Regions from separate parts of the Zea mays genome. Here region 2 is linked to region 1. Evidence: chromatin contacts called from public Hi-C data. All regions are on one chromosome and are shown on one strand. Each heading gives the region's core, a stretch centred on a gene start, on an enhancer-like site or on the middle of the called end of the contact. The rest is flanking DNA. Distances are from core to core; before and after follow the strand shown.

What was found. A called contact is a pair of places that touch in the nucleus more often than the background predicts.
Region 2: a Hi-C map of tassel shows a contact between it and region 1, with 2.4 times the contacts expected there. The contact joins the promoter of LOC541816 here to the promoter of LOC103642791 in region 1. A contact is called at or near these places in 2 of 25 Hi-C or Micro-C datasets (ear and tassel).

Annotation. Positions count from the first base shown.
Region 1 is chr10:125,420,320-125,427,018 of Zm-B73-REFERENCE-NAM-5.0, reverse strand. LOC103642791 (Putative IQ calmodulin-binding and BAG domain containing family protein) reads left to right here and starts at 2,383. Exons shown (of 1, transcript XM_008665970.2): 1 at 2,383-3,846. The coding sequence starts at 2,449. The coding sequence ends at 3,504.
Region 2 is chr10:125,739,340-125,745,604 of Zm-B73-REFERENCE-NAM-5.0, reverse strand. It overlaps LOC541816 (prohibitin 2), which reads left to right and starts at 4,184. Exons shown (of 1, transcript NM_001111497.2): 1 at 4,184-5,509. The coding sequence starts at 4,376. The coding sequence ends at 5,230. It overlaps LOC103641736 (a long non-coding RNA gene), which reads left to right and starts at 251. Exons shown (of 3, transcript XR_560475.2): 1 at 251-433; 2 at 1,149-1,234; 3 at 1,425-1,689.

The sequences.
Region 1 (6,699 bases), core at 1,134-3,633:
CCGGTGTGCACCGGACATGTCCGGTGCGCCAACGGCTCCCAGATCTGCAACGGTCGGCTGCGCTGTTTAAGGAAAGAAATCGGGCACCGGACAGTGTCCGGTGTGCACCGGACTGTCCGGTGCACCCGACGACAGAAGGCAAGAATGGCCTTCCAGATTTGCTCTCAACGGCTCCTAGCTGCCTTGGGGCTATAAAAGGGACCCCTAGGCGCATGGAGGAGATACCCAAGCAACCTTAGAGCATTCTTGATCATCCACACTCAGTCTTTGCGCATTCGTTTGTCATTCTCAGTGATTCGAGCTCCGTTCTAGTGAGAACTTTGAGATAGTCTTTTGAGCTCGATTCTTGGCCGTGTGTGTGCGTATTTTGCTGTGGATTTGTGTGTGTTGCTTCCCTCCCTTACTCCGTGCTTCTTTGTGAAATCCAATTGTAAGGGCGAGAGACTCCAAGTTGTGGAGATTCCTCGCAAACGGGAAAAGATTAAAGTAAAGAAGAACACCGTGGTATTCAAGTTGATCATTGGATCACTTGAGAGGAGTTGAGTGCAACTCTCGTCCATTGGGACGCCACAACGTGGAGTAGGCAAGTTTTGTACTTGGCCGAACCACGGGATAACCACCGTGCCATCTCTGTGATTGATTTCTTGTGGTTATTGTGTTTTGACTCCTCTCTAGCCACTTGGCAATTATTGTACTAACGATTAACCAAGTTTTTGTGGCGTAAGTTTTCAAGTTTCACAGGATCACCTATTCACCCCCCCCTCTAGGTGCTCTCATTTCCATTTCCTATGTTTTGGACAAAGAGGTCCGAACATCACATATTTCCCACCCCAAAGATAATTGAATTCCATGCAGAAAGCAAACTGATCTCAATACATGATAAAAAGCAGATCTAGTCATATCCTTTATAGGTGTAGATGTACAAACAGGTCGCCCCGCCCGGTGAAGCAAGGCCCGGTTAGGGCACGACCCGACTCGTCAGCCAAGAAACCCTCAAAACATAAAGAAAACTAGATTGAATTGAACATTCTCAATAGAGAAAACCCCAGAAAACACACAAACAAAGAACTATGGCCACAAACTAAGCTTAATTGAGTTGTTGGGAGATATTTTATATATGGCAACCAGGTGGTGGGTCTTAGCGGGTCGGACGTTAAAAGCGGGCTAGGTCGGGCTAGCCCAATGGGCTGACTTCTCTACATGGCCCCGGATGAAGCAGGCTAGGTCGAGCTAGTGTCGGGCCAAGATAGTGGGTAGGGCTAGAAAAAAGCTCGAAGCTCACGAGTCAGCTCGAGCTCGGAGCGGCTCACGAGCCTCGAGTGAGCCGAGCCAGGTTTTCAAGCTTGTTGGGGCAATGAGCCGAGCCGACTCGCGAGCTGGACAAAATTAATCAACCTATACAATAATGATGGATATTGAATAATTTTATAGATATCCGACCTGTTTCTTAGTCTTTAATGATGGATATATGACAATTATAATTTAGATTACTTTAATGCCGCATTACAATTATTTATTTCATATTTATAGACTATTAATTTACTATATAATGTAATATTATTTTTCAACGTGCAACTCACGAGCCGAGACAGTTGAGCCTCCTTTTGCAGTTGAGTAGGCGAGCCGAGCCGAGCTCGACCACCTAACGAGCCACAACAAGCCTAGCGAGGCTGATTTCTAGCCCTAATACGGACTTTTCTATACATGTATAACTACTATGTGTTATAGACAATATAATAAGATTTAACCTATAATAATTGTGAAGATATCAGGTGTACACTTTGTCTTGGATTTTGGCCGTTAGAGTCGGCGTAAACTTTAGAAATAAAATAACCGCAAAAGGAATACACAAAGTCGTAAAGTTTGCTACATCTGGTATTTTTGTTTCGTTTAGATCAGTAATACCAGTTTTTTTAATGAAAAAAATTCGAATGCCGTACGTAACAGACATTATAGGAAGTTCTGTTTAGATTCCAGTGATTTGGAATTCCAAGAAAAGCGACTACAGATCTGAAAATAAGATGGTATGGCCATCTATTATGAAGTCGTTGAACAGCGTATCTACAACACACAAATAACGTCTCAAAAAGATTCCAAGAGCCCACATTGAAAGTCTAGAACATTCAATCGAACGTCTCAAGTCCCGGAGTCCAAACTGCTCGCCTAATCGCGGCCCAAGAGAAATCTAGTTGACGCCATCTCGTTCTCGTCCATCGTCACACGTGACGACCCACGCGACCAGTTCCGGAAGGTTTCGCGAACACCTGCGGGCTGCGGCTCCGTTCTGTTCCGACTTCCGAGACGTATGCGCCTCGATCCACGCCTCTGCCTCCGCCTCAACCCCGTATATAAATACGGCACGACGGCACCCCTTCCCATCACAACGCATCTCCAAACGCAGACGCCGAAGAAAATTCCGAAGGAAGAAAGCTTGAGGCAGCCACGGCAATGGCGTCCCGCCGGTTCTTCGTCTACGACCCCTACGAGTACGAGTACACCACAGCCCCGCACTACCTCTACGAGCCATACTATCAGCCCCAGTCCGTGCCCACCCGCAGCCGCAGAGCCAGGGGCATCTTTGCGGGCGCGGGCGCCGAGTCGGCGGCCGCGGAAGCGAGACGCGCGCCCAGGGAAAGGGAGACGCACACGTCGTTCTCGATCCCAGTCCACGGGTCCGACTCGGATTCCGAGCCGGAGAGGGAGCGAAAGGCGGCGGGGTCTCGCGCGAGACCGATGGCGCCGCCGGCGATGTCGGCGGAGAAGGCCGCGGCGAGGATGCAGGCGGCGGCGCGCGGGCTCCTGGCAAGGAAGTCGGTGCGGGCGGTGCGCCAGGTGGAGCGGGAGGCGGAGCAAGTCCGGGCGAAGATTGCGTGCGAGGAGGAGTCCCCGCTGGCGGAACCCAGCGCGCGCGTCGCCGTCTGGGAGGCGCTGATGAGGATGCTGCTGCGTCTCGACACGGTGCGCGGCGCGCGGGATTACCGGAGGCGGGTCACCAAGCGGGTCCTCGCGCTGCAGGACGCCGTCGACGCGCTCGAGACCAAGCCGGCGCCGGCAACCGTGTCTGTGGCGGAGGAGACACCCGAGGCGGCGGCCGTCGAGGTGGCGGAGGAGAGCGCGGTCGTAGCGCCGAAGCTGCCAGACGCTGTACAGGAAAAGGAAGCGGTGGACGAGCCAGAGGGTTCGGAGGCAGAGGGCGAGTTGGAGATGTTGGCTGAGGAACACGAACACACCTCACCCGTGGCAACCACGTCCGACGACCAGGAGCCACCGCGCAAGGAACCAGCGTGCCCGTTGGAGACAACGACGGCTGCAGCTGCCGGCGCCGCCTCCGACGGCGTGGACGCGAGGAAGCTGATGCAGATGGTGGCGGCGTTGTGCGAGCAGAGCGCGCAGCAGTGCGCGCTGATCGGCACGCTGGTCGAGCGTGTGGACGCGCTGGAGCGTAACGTGCGGGTGCGGCTGATGGAAGACGCCGGGAGCGCCGGCGGCGGGCCAAGAAGCTGAGCCAGCAAGCTTTACAGCGATTGACGACGAAAGCCAATAATAGAGATTTAAATAGTTCTGTATTTTTTTCATTGCGTATAATCCCTGGATTTACTATTCCAGGCACTAGATTGTTTATATTCTTTTTCTTTATTTTATAATAATGGAGTTCTTCGTAGTTCCTGTTTTTTTTTCGGCGCCTTTTGAACTCTTGATAAGACGTCGCTCAGAGAACGCGTTTATCTATCCTCTCCATAAGTGCTCGTCGGCCTCTGAAGTTTGATTTTGGTCAAGAGGTTTACTGCATGTTAAGCTATGATAAGTGTTTGCAAAAGTTCAATCGAATTGATATGTAGTTGGACCGAAAAAGGTAATGCCACGAATATCTGGAGTTCATGCTATTCTAAATAATATGGAGTTCTAATGTTAAGTGATACAAGAAATACTATGATGCGGTGCTGTTTGGTTCACATATTTGTAGGGCTGAAAATGGATGTATAGAGATCCGAATTATCTGTATTCGTATTCGCTAAAACTGCTAATATGGATATCCATATTCATATTCGATTTCAATATAGATGTATTCAAATTCGATTTATAGTACTTTTCTCTATCTGATTCCATATTCGTATTCGAAAAAACCATAAAACATACTATACTATCCGTATCCATGAAAAAATATGTTTCATGAAACCATTTCAAACTTAACTTTATCACTAATTACTAATTAAAAATGATTTTAAGTTTAATAATATATTAGAAAAATGATATATATCATTTAAAATATTAAAAAATAAATATATCAACCGTATATTTCTAGTGATATTCAATAATAAAATTCAATAGGTTTCATAAACATTTAATTATAATTCTCCACTTTATCTATACAGTGAACACATCTCAATGAAGTTACATAAACATTCAACTATAACTCTCCACTTTATAATATATAGATAAATTTCTTCATGTTTTCATTTAAGTTTTGGCACACATATTTATGTAGGACATTCATTCATTTTAGAACGGAAAATTTGTTTTTCTTGATGCATTTACTATTTTATATCAATTCTAATCTACTTATATTTGTACAAATGTCACTTATTAATTATCACATGTTATTGTTTATCTTTTGTTACATGCTTCGATATTTTAAAAATATCATTTATATAGTTCTGTTGACTTGGATATGGAGGATCAATTTAAGTTTGTTTTGAATATCTATTGATTATCTATAAACTTGTACTCAAATAAAAATCCACATATACATATGTTAAATTTTAGGGTATGTTGTTTGAGTTGAATTGAGTAAATATCCGAATAAGAATTCGGATTCGACTATCCGTTTTGTATTCGTATATGAAGATATTCGAATTCGAACAAAAATATGATAAACTGTGACATTCGAATTCGTATTCGTGCGTATTTGATCCGTTTCCACCCTACATATTTATAACGTAACGAGTAATTAATAATGTTAAACTATGTTTGTTTAAATCTAATCATAATTAGATACTACACTAAAAATTAATATCAATCTATTTAAATTATTATCACTAGTATTCGAGCGTGAATCATTGCGTTACATTTTGTGAATCAAACATCACCTAAATTTAAAAACATCAAATGTCAGTTGCACATAGCAATGATTAATTTTGTTTCAATAAAATTTCTTAGGTAAATTGTTTGACGCATTGGATCTGACTAAAGCTTATACTTTACAGCATTAAAAACGAACTTGATCTGTTTTTTATAGTTGTGGTTTGAGCATTGTTGGAAGTTCCGTAGATAGTCCAGCTTTATAGTTGTAGAAGTATTCGGACTTTGTTTTTCTAGTAAACCTATTGGATGATTAGCTGTAGAAGTATTTAAAATCGAGTTTTTTTAATCAGTGAGGCTTAGTTTAGAAACTCTAGTAATGAGTGAGATTGGAGTGGATTGATATTTATTGAGAGAGTATTTAATCTATTAGGGATTTACACCCTCTTCAATCCCTCCAAAATACTCTAATCACAAAGTATCCAAACTAGGCCTGACGAGTAAGCGCTAGTGGTGAATCCTCTGCTCCATGACCATGTCGGGCTGGTTGCCGGGACGCACTTGAGCCCAAAAAACTGAATGACGGAGATTCACCAAATACTGACTCCATTTCCTACGATCATGACATTTGAGATAAGTAGGCAATGTTTAGTTTATATGGCCTAATTTTTAGTTCTTTCATTTTATTCCATTTTAATCTCTAAATTATCATAAACAAAAAATAGAGTTTTAGCTTCCGTATTTGGTAATTTATGAACTAAAACGGAATAAAATGAATAGACTAAAAATTAGTCTATATAAATCAAACACAAACAAATAATCCTTTGAACCGTGCAACAAAATTTATGTAAACACACATTCATGCGACATTGCATAGGACAAAGCTACAAAAAAAAAATTTAGCCTTTTTCTGGATATTGCCTTATACCACAGCACCTGCAAGGATGTAAGTTTAAGTGGCAATTCATAGTTTCAAACTCATGAGCACAACTCGGAAAGTAGAAGGGGGGCATGACTTCAGAAATTGTGAACACCTGTCTAATTTCACTATTTGGCATTGTGGTAGTTCAACATGTGTTTCTACTGATAAATATAATAGTGCTTAACTTTTGGTTGTCAACATCAAGAATGACACACATGTTGTTTTTGTTGAGGCATCAAAATAGCACACTTCGGCATCATCAGAAGCCATCCTGAACGGTCAGGTAATGTTTTAGCTTTAACTGAAATCGCCATACAGCTACATATCTAGAACACCTGGAGTCCTGGAGACCGAACCTGTCACTGTATTCAGTTTCATTAAGTTTCAACTAGATCGTGCCAATGTACATGACATGTCTCATACTTAGTTAAGTAAGCGATAGCAAGAGAAATAATTGCACAAAATGACAATATCCAGAATAAATAGTTAAATGCCTAACCTCGTTAAGCTCAGCTATCATATCAGAAGGAAAAAGCATCTCCAACCATTTGATCTTGATTATTGAGATAGGAGAACATGTCCGGTGCACATATGATGCACATGACTAACAAAATTTAAGATTTTTTTAAATTATACATATTGTTGGAATATGCCTCTAATTGTTTTATATATTTAGAATATGACTTAGAATATACTTTCCTGTACGCCTATAAATATAGACACTCTCAATAACTTGTACTCTGCGGTTGATAGTGGAT
Region 2 (6,265 bases), core at 2,935-5,434, 320 kb before region 1:
GTGGTTTAGGTGATGACCGACCTGAAGCTGATCATCAAGCAGGCCTACATTTCCTCCGACGACGAGTGCTTCATGAACGGTGAGTGGCGCTGCCTCCCCCTGCTGTCTTTAGGAAGTTAAGATAGGTTAAAGGAAGATGGAACCTTTCTGGGGTGATGCAAAGCCTGACTTTTACTTGGACTGTGTAATATTTCTATTTTCTTTCCTCCCCCCTCCCCCGAACCTGATGTGTGATGTGTGTGGGCCTTTGCTTCGCCTTTCTGCAGGTACTAAACCAACTTTTATTCATGTTGCTTTCTAAATATATTGTGTCTATGTATCTACATATAAATTATGTTTACTAAGCATGTACTGTTTTCGAGTACCAGGTTATATACTTATAGAGTGTGGATACATGTTTGCAATAGCTCCAGATCAATTGCAAATGAACCTTGTGAGACATCTCCTCTCTGGCCCAACTGCTTCATACTAAGACACATTATTTTTAGTTTACTTTTTATTAGCTTTTTTGCTTACAATCCTGTGAAGTGTGGTGTCAACAGCGGAATGATGTATCCTTGCAAATAATACTTGTTAAAACATTTTGTTAACTTTCTAAAATTGTCAATATTTCTTTGGTTCCTGACAAATACATTGGTCTATTTACTACTGATTTTAGAGTTTTCTATTTACTAATACACCCATATAGGGCAGAGCTTAGTTGGGTCTGCCGTCTGCCCTGGTTCCACGGACATGAAAGAGAACTCTATCAATTTGTGAAGATAATTTTGTGAATCACTTGAAGTTTTGACTGCTTGTATCGTACTTGACTGCCTGGTTTCAGTTTATTTATTATGATCTTTGCGTCACCAGTGCTTTACCCATACTACTCTTGAATTGGCATACCTTGATTCTAATGTAATTTATTTTAGCCTAATTTGTGTGAATCAATGAATTTATAGACTACTGCTATAGGCTGATCCATTATAGCTGAGAACTCATTACTCCTAATTGAAGTTAAAATTGAGTTTTGTAGTTAGTTTCACTGTTGCAGACTGATAATGTGTAACATCTTATGAGTTTTGATTATTGAAGATTCTTCTTGGTCTTTATTATTAAAGAATCCATTTTGACATGTTTAGGTGTTTTTTATTACTTCTGTTCTCCAGGTTGATATCGTGATTATTCACGGCATTGTCTTATTGGATGATCTTGACAAGGAGCTCATCACTTATGCCATTAGAGTTCGCTAATGGTATAGCTGGCACTTTCCAAAGCTCATCAAAATAGTTTTAGATAATATTTAGTATGCCAAAGCTGTGAAGGTGATGGGCAACAGAGCTAATGCAATCAACCTTGACTTCTCAGATGTAATTGTTGACATCTATGTATGATCTCCTTGACTACTATGGGAACTGTTTAGTGAGAAACTATATTTTTTTTAGATATTGTCTGATGAAGAGCTAGAAACATATCTAAAGGTGATTGCAGTAATATCCATGGGAACAGAAGTTATTGAACATGACTTGTTAAATATCAGAGAGCTATATGATCATGTGTTGGCCCTACTATATGACTATTTAAGAAGCAAGATGAACACTATCACCCCAATTCTAACAGCACTGGTGGGTGAATCAGTTGGTGCCATATTGTGCATGGTGGAAGTTTGGTAAACTTGGCCAAGCAACCTGGTAGCATAATTTAAATACTTGGTGTAGAGAAGGTTTGTTATTGCTTATGAATAATTCTGGAATCTTGTAATTTTTAGCTCTTTTTTTGGTGTGTATCTGAACCTTATGTGCATCAATGCTTAGTATGACATAAGTAAACGTTACTTATTTGCTTATGTTGTCTGCTAAAACAGTCTAACATCTTGTAAATCATGTGGATTTCATATTTGTTACTTATTTCTTTTAATTGGTTGTTTACTAATAATGTTGTAGTGGTTTTACTTGATGGCGTGCGTCAACTTTATTTGCCGATGTTGTCTGCTATAATTTGCTTTCTCCACTAAGAACTAAAGGTTATGTTTCTCTACAGGATTTATTCAGAGCTCTAAAGAAAAGCATTCTACACCCAAGTATGGGCTCATCTACCATGCATCCTCAATTGGGAAGGCTTCTCAAAAGCATAATGGAAAAAATCTCGGTCTCTATCTGCAAAAGCTGCTCTTGCTATCCGATAGGATGCCCTTGGTGTTGATGAGGACAACTCCATTGGCACTAAGAGTCGACTCAAGGTACGTGAACTGTGGAAATAATTTTACTTTTCATAAATTGTATTTTGTATGGTATAGATGGCCTTGTGACATGTTACTACTGAACAACTTGAGACACAGCTTCAAATTATTGAAGGTTTGTGTCTAACTCATCTTAGTTTATCTTCTGCTACCTGTTGGGCGTTTACATTGCAATCCAGTGTGCTTTGTTTTCATTTCCGTTTCTCAAGTGAGCAAATACATCTTGCACTGATGTTAGCGGTTCTTGTGTGGAAGTGAAATCATACCAATCTAAAGCCGGAGTGTTTAGAAGTATTGTTTTAGCTGATTTTTGTATTGCTCAGAACATAACAAACTTCCTGATAATTTGCTTGTTAGGATCAACAAACGATCTGCCAACGGTGGATTCCATGCTTAGAAATAGTTGTACCGTTAGGATTAATATATGGTTCAGACTTTGAGAATCCAGACTTGAACCTAGAAGGTAAATAGTTGGGTTTTGGAAAGCTTTTTTATTAGAAATAAATTTCTTTTGTGAATTATTAGTTCACTTCATTGATATGCTTGTCATAGTATAAAATGCAGGTGCCTAGCTAGCACGCCACACTACATGTCCAATCCTGCCAGTTTTGTGTGCTCACAATCTCACATTGCATGAGCAGGTCGTGACGGTTGGGCTGGAGAGCACGCTGGTAGCGGAGGACCTCAACGACTGTGCCTTTGTCTATGGCTTCCTTAGCTTCCTGGACAAGATCTCTTGCGTAATCATCCTATTTGTCTTGGAATTGTACGGAGCTAAGTGACTTTGACAAAAATCCTCGAAATTTTGTGTTTTTTCTACTGGAAGGCTGACAACTGATCGGGCGGGCGCAACACATCCTTCTTCCGCTGCAAACACGAATGAGATGTAGCGAGATGAGGGGACACGGTGAGCAGGTACGAGATGGGCCTGATCTCCTCATACTTCACCGCCCTCTCCCTGGTGGTCACATCCATTCTGAGGCTATAGGTCACCACTCCGACAGCCATTGCAATGGAAGCCCCACTGCTTGTCTGACAAACTGAAGAAACCGGTGAGTGTAGATGTCGATCGGGTTGGAAGAAAGAAGAAAGAAATGTGCATCCTCTTCAATTAGTTTCAATTAGATTTGAAAGCAGGTCACTTTGTAATAGTATGTGCCTTGTCGTCGTGTTGGCACAACACATATGTGTATGATGTAGTTACGTATAACTCAAGATTCTCATTGCTATGCTTTATTATACCAACGAAGTTCAGATGTTTGGATATTTCTAGCTTATTAGGGTCTGATGTGGAACATGTTTAAACAAATATATCAAATTTGAATAATGTCAACATGTGTGATATATAGAAACTATAGCAACACATGAGCCACATTAGATTTTGTCATTAAATTTTCTTGTTACAACTTATATAATATACAACATTTTGAATGATGCTAACAAAAGAAGAATAACAATTAATGTTTGTACATATTGGTTCCGTAGCAACGCACGGGCATACACCTAGTATAGAAAGAAGGCGGGTCGAATGGAACGGGCGGAGGGAGGGGTGCACCTGCACTTGGCAAGTGCGTGCTACCACGTGCCGTGCATCGATGGGTGTCCCCTTCGTAATCGTTAACAGCGCGCCGCCGCCTATGCTAGTGAGGTGCGCTTCGCTCGCCCGCGGCGGCCGGTCAGGCTACTTCTCCTGCGCAACAGCGCAGTGGCAGACTGGCAGCCATGTAGCCCATAGTTCGAACCCACGGCCGCGCACAAGGCGACTAGCCCACGGACATAAGAACCAACGTTCTTGGGTCAGTCTCTTTAGGCCCATTTTGAGGAACGGGCACGGACTTTGTGGCCACGAAGCGGCCCATTCTCCCAGAGTCAAGTCCAATTTCAACGCAAAACTCAGACAAGTTTTCTTTCTTCTCTCCCAAGTCCCAATCCACAAAAACTGTCTACGGGCCCACGTGCCATGACACAGACCCGCCGCTTCCGACCTTCTTATCTCGCAAGAAATGGGCGGACCTAACGCGCAAGCGCAATAAAACCCCTGCAAAAACCCGCCACTCTCAGATCCGCACAGCGACGCCGCCAGCCAGACCCGATCCCCTCCCTCGCTAGGGTTTTCGTCCCCGCGCCGCCGCGCTCCCGGATCCCACCGAAACAACCATGGCCGGCGGTCCCGCGGCGGTGTCGTTCCTGACCAACATCGCGAAGGTGGCTGCGGGGCTCGGAGCCGCGGCCTCGCTCGCCTCCGCGTCGCTCTACACCGTCGACGGCGGCGAGCGCGCCGTCATCTTCGACCGTTTCCGCGGGGTGCTCCCGGAGACCGTCGGCGAGGGCACCCATTTCCTCGTGCCCTGGCTGCAGAAGCCCTTCATCTTCGACATCCGCACGCGCCCGCACAACTTCTCCTCCAACTCGGGGACCAAGGACCTGCAGATGGTCAACCTCACGCTCCGTCTCCTCTCCCGCCCCGACGTCCAGCACCTCCCCACCATCTTCACCTCCCTCGGACTCGAGTACGACGACAAAGTGCTCCCCTCCATCGGCAACGAGGTGCTCAAGGCCGTCGTCGCCCAGTTCAATGCCGACCAGCTCCTCACCGACCGCCCCCACGTCTCCGCCCTCGTCCGCGACGCTCTCATCCGCCGCGCCCGCGAGTTCAACATCATCCTCGACGACGTCGCCATCACCCACCTCTCCTATGGTATCGAGTTCTCGCTGGCCGTTGAGAAGAAGCAGGTCGCGCAGCAGGAGGCCGAGCGCTCCAAGTTCCTCGTCGCCAAGGCGGAGCAGGAGAGGCGGGCGGCCATCGTGCGCGCTGAGGGAGAGAGCGAGTCCGCGCGCCTCATCTCTGAGGCCACGGCGATGGCTGGGACAGGGCTGATCGAGCTCAGGAGGATCGAGGCGGCCAAGGAGATTGCCGCAGAGCTGGCTCGCTCACCGAATGTGGCATACATTCCTTCTGGGGAAAACGGAAAGATGCTGCTTGGTCTCAATGCTACTGGATTTGGCCGGTGATTCACTGTTTTTTTAGTCTGCTTGTGCTATGTGCTGATGCATGACTAAAACGGAGGTTCGAACTTTGAAGGACAGTGATATCTGCTATCCTTGCTTATGTTAAGTTTTCCTTGTCTTGGAACTAAATGTGTCTGTTGTGCTCCAAATAAGTTTTGGTTTTTGACTGCATATTTGCAATTGGTAGGGTTAATGCGACATTGTGTTAAGCCTGCATAGTGCATTCTAATTTTCCCTTACATTGCATTCTCATGTTAAAATTCATTGATATCTAACATTGCTGGAATAGTAGATCTGTTTCGGTCCCCTTCATATATTATTTTTGCATGATGATTTGTGTTGTTAATAATCTTCTGGATATTGTTTATTTATGTTGTGGCCTTTTAAGCATATATCTTCTGATTACAAGTGTGTTGTCATTAGACCTGATCATGGGCCACCTCACACGAGCCGCCCGAAAAAAACCTGGCCCGATCCATCCCGTCCAATGCAATGGGTGAGTACGGGCTGTCGTGATTTTTGACCCAAAACCTGATCCAACCCGAAAAAACCCAATTCAATCCGAAAAAACCCGACCCCACACGTCAAACAGGGAGGCATGGGCTGACCTGACACTAGGCACGGGTTGGGTATGAGCCGTGATAAATGTCCCCCGACCTTGACCCGACCCGATTTTTGGACATGTCTAGTTGTCAGATGTGACCCTGTAGCATGCTATTTTCTCATCTTTGTTTTGAAGGGCTCTAGTTATGTCTTAGATTGATAAGCTAGTGGCGTAGCTAGAGCGTTTCTATTGGGTTTGTACCACCTGGCTATGCTGCAATGGACGCCCCAATGTCTTAAAAAAACGCTATCATCACATTTAAATGATTTGTTAGTGCCTTGTTGGTTGATTACTTTCTTTTGATATGCCCTGTCGTCTTAAATAGGTTCTCTTGATATTTAAATACTTTGTTGGTGCCTCATTACTCATTAGTTTATTATTTGCTTGTTGTGTTATGGGAGATAGATCTTACGATTTGCAATACATGAACTGTT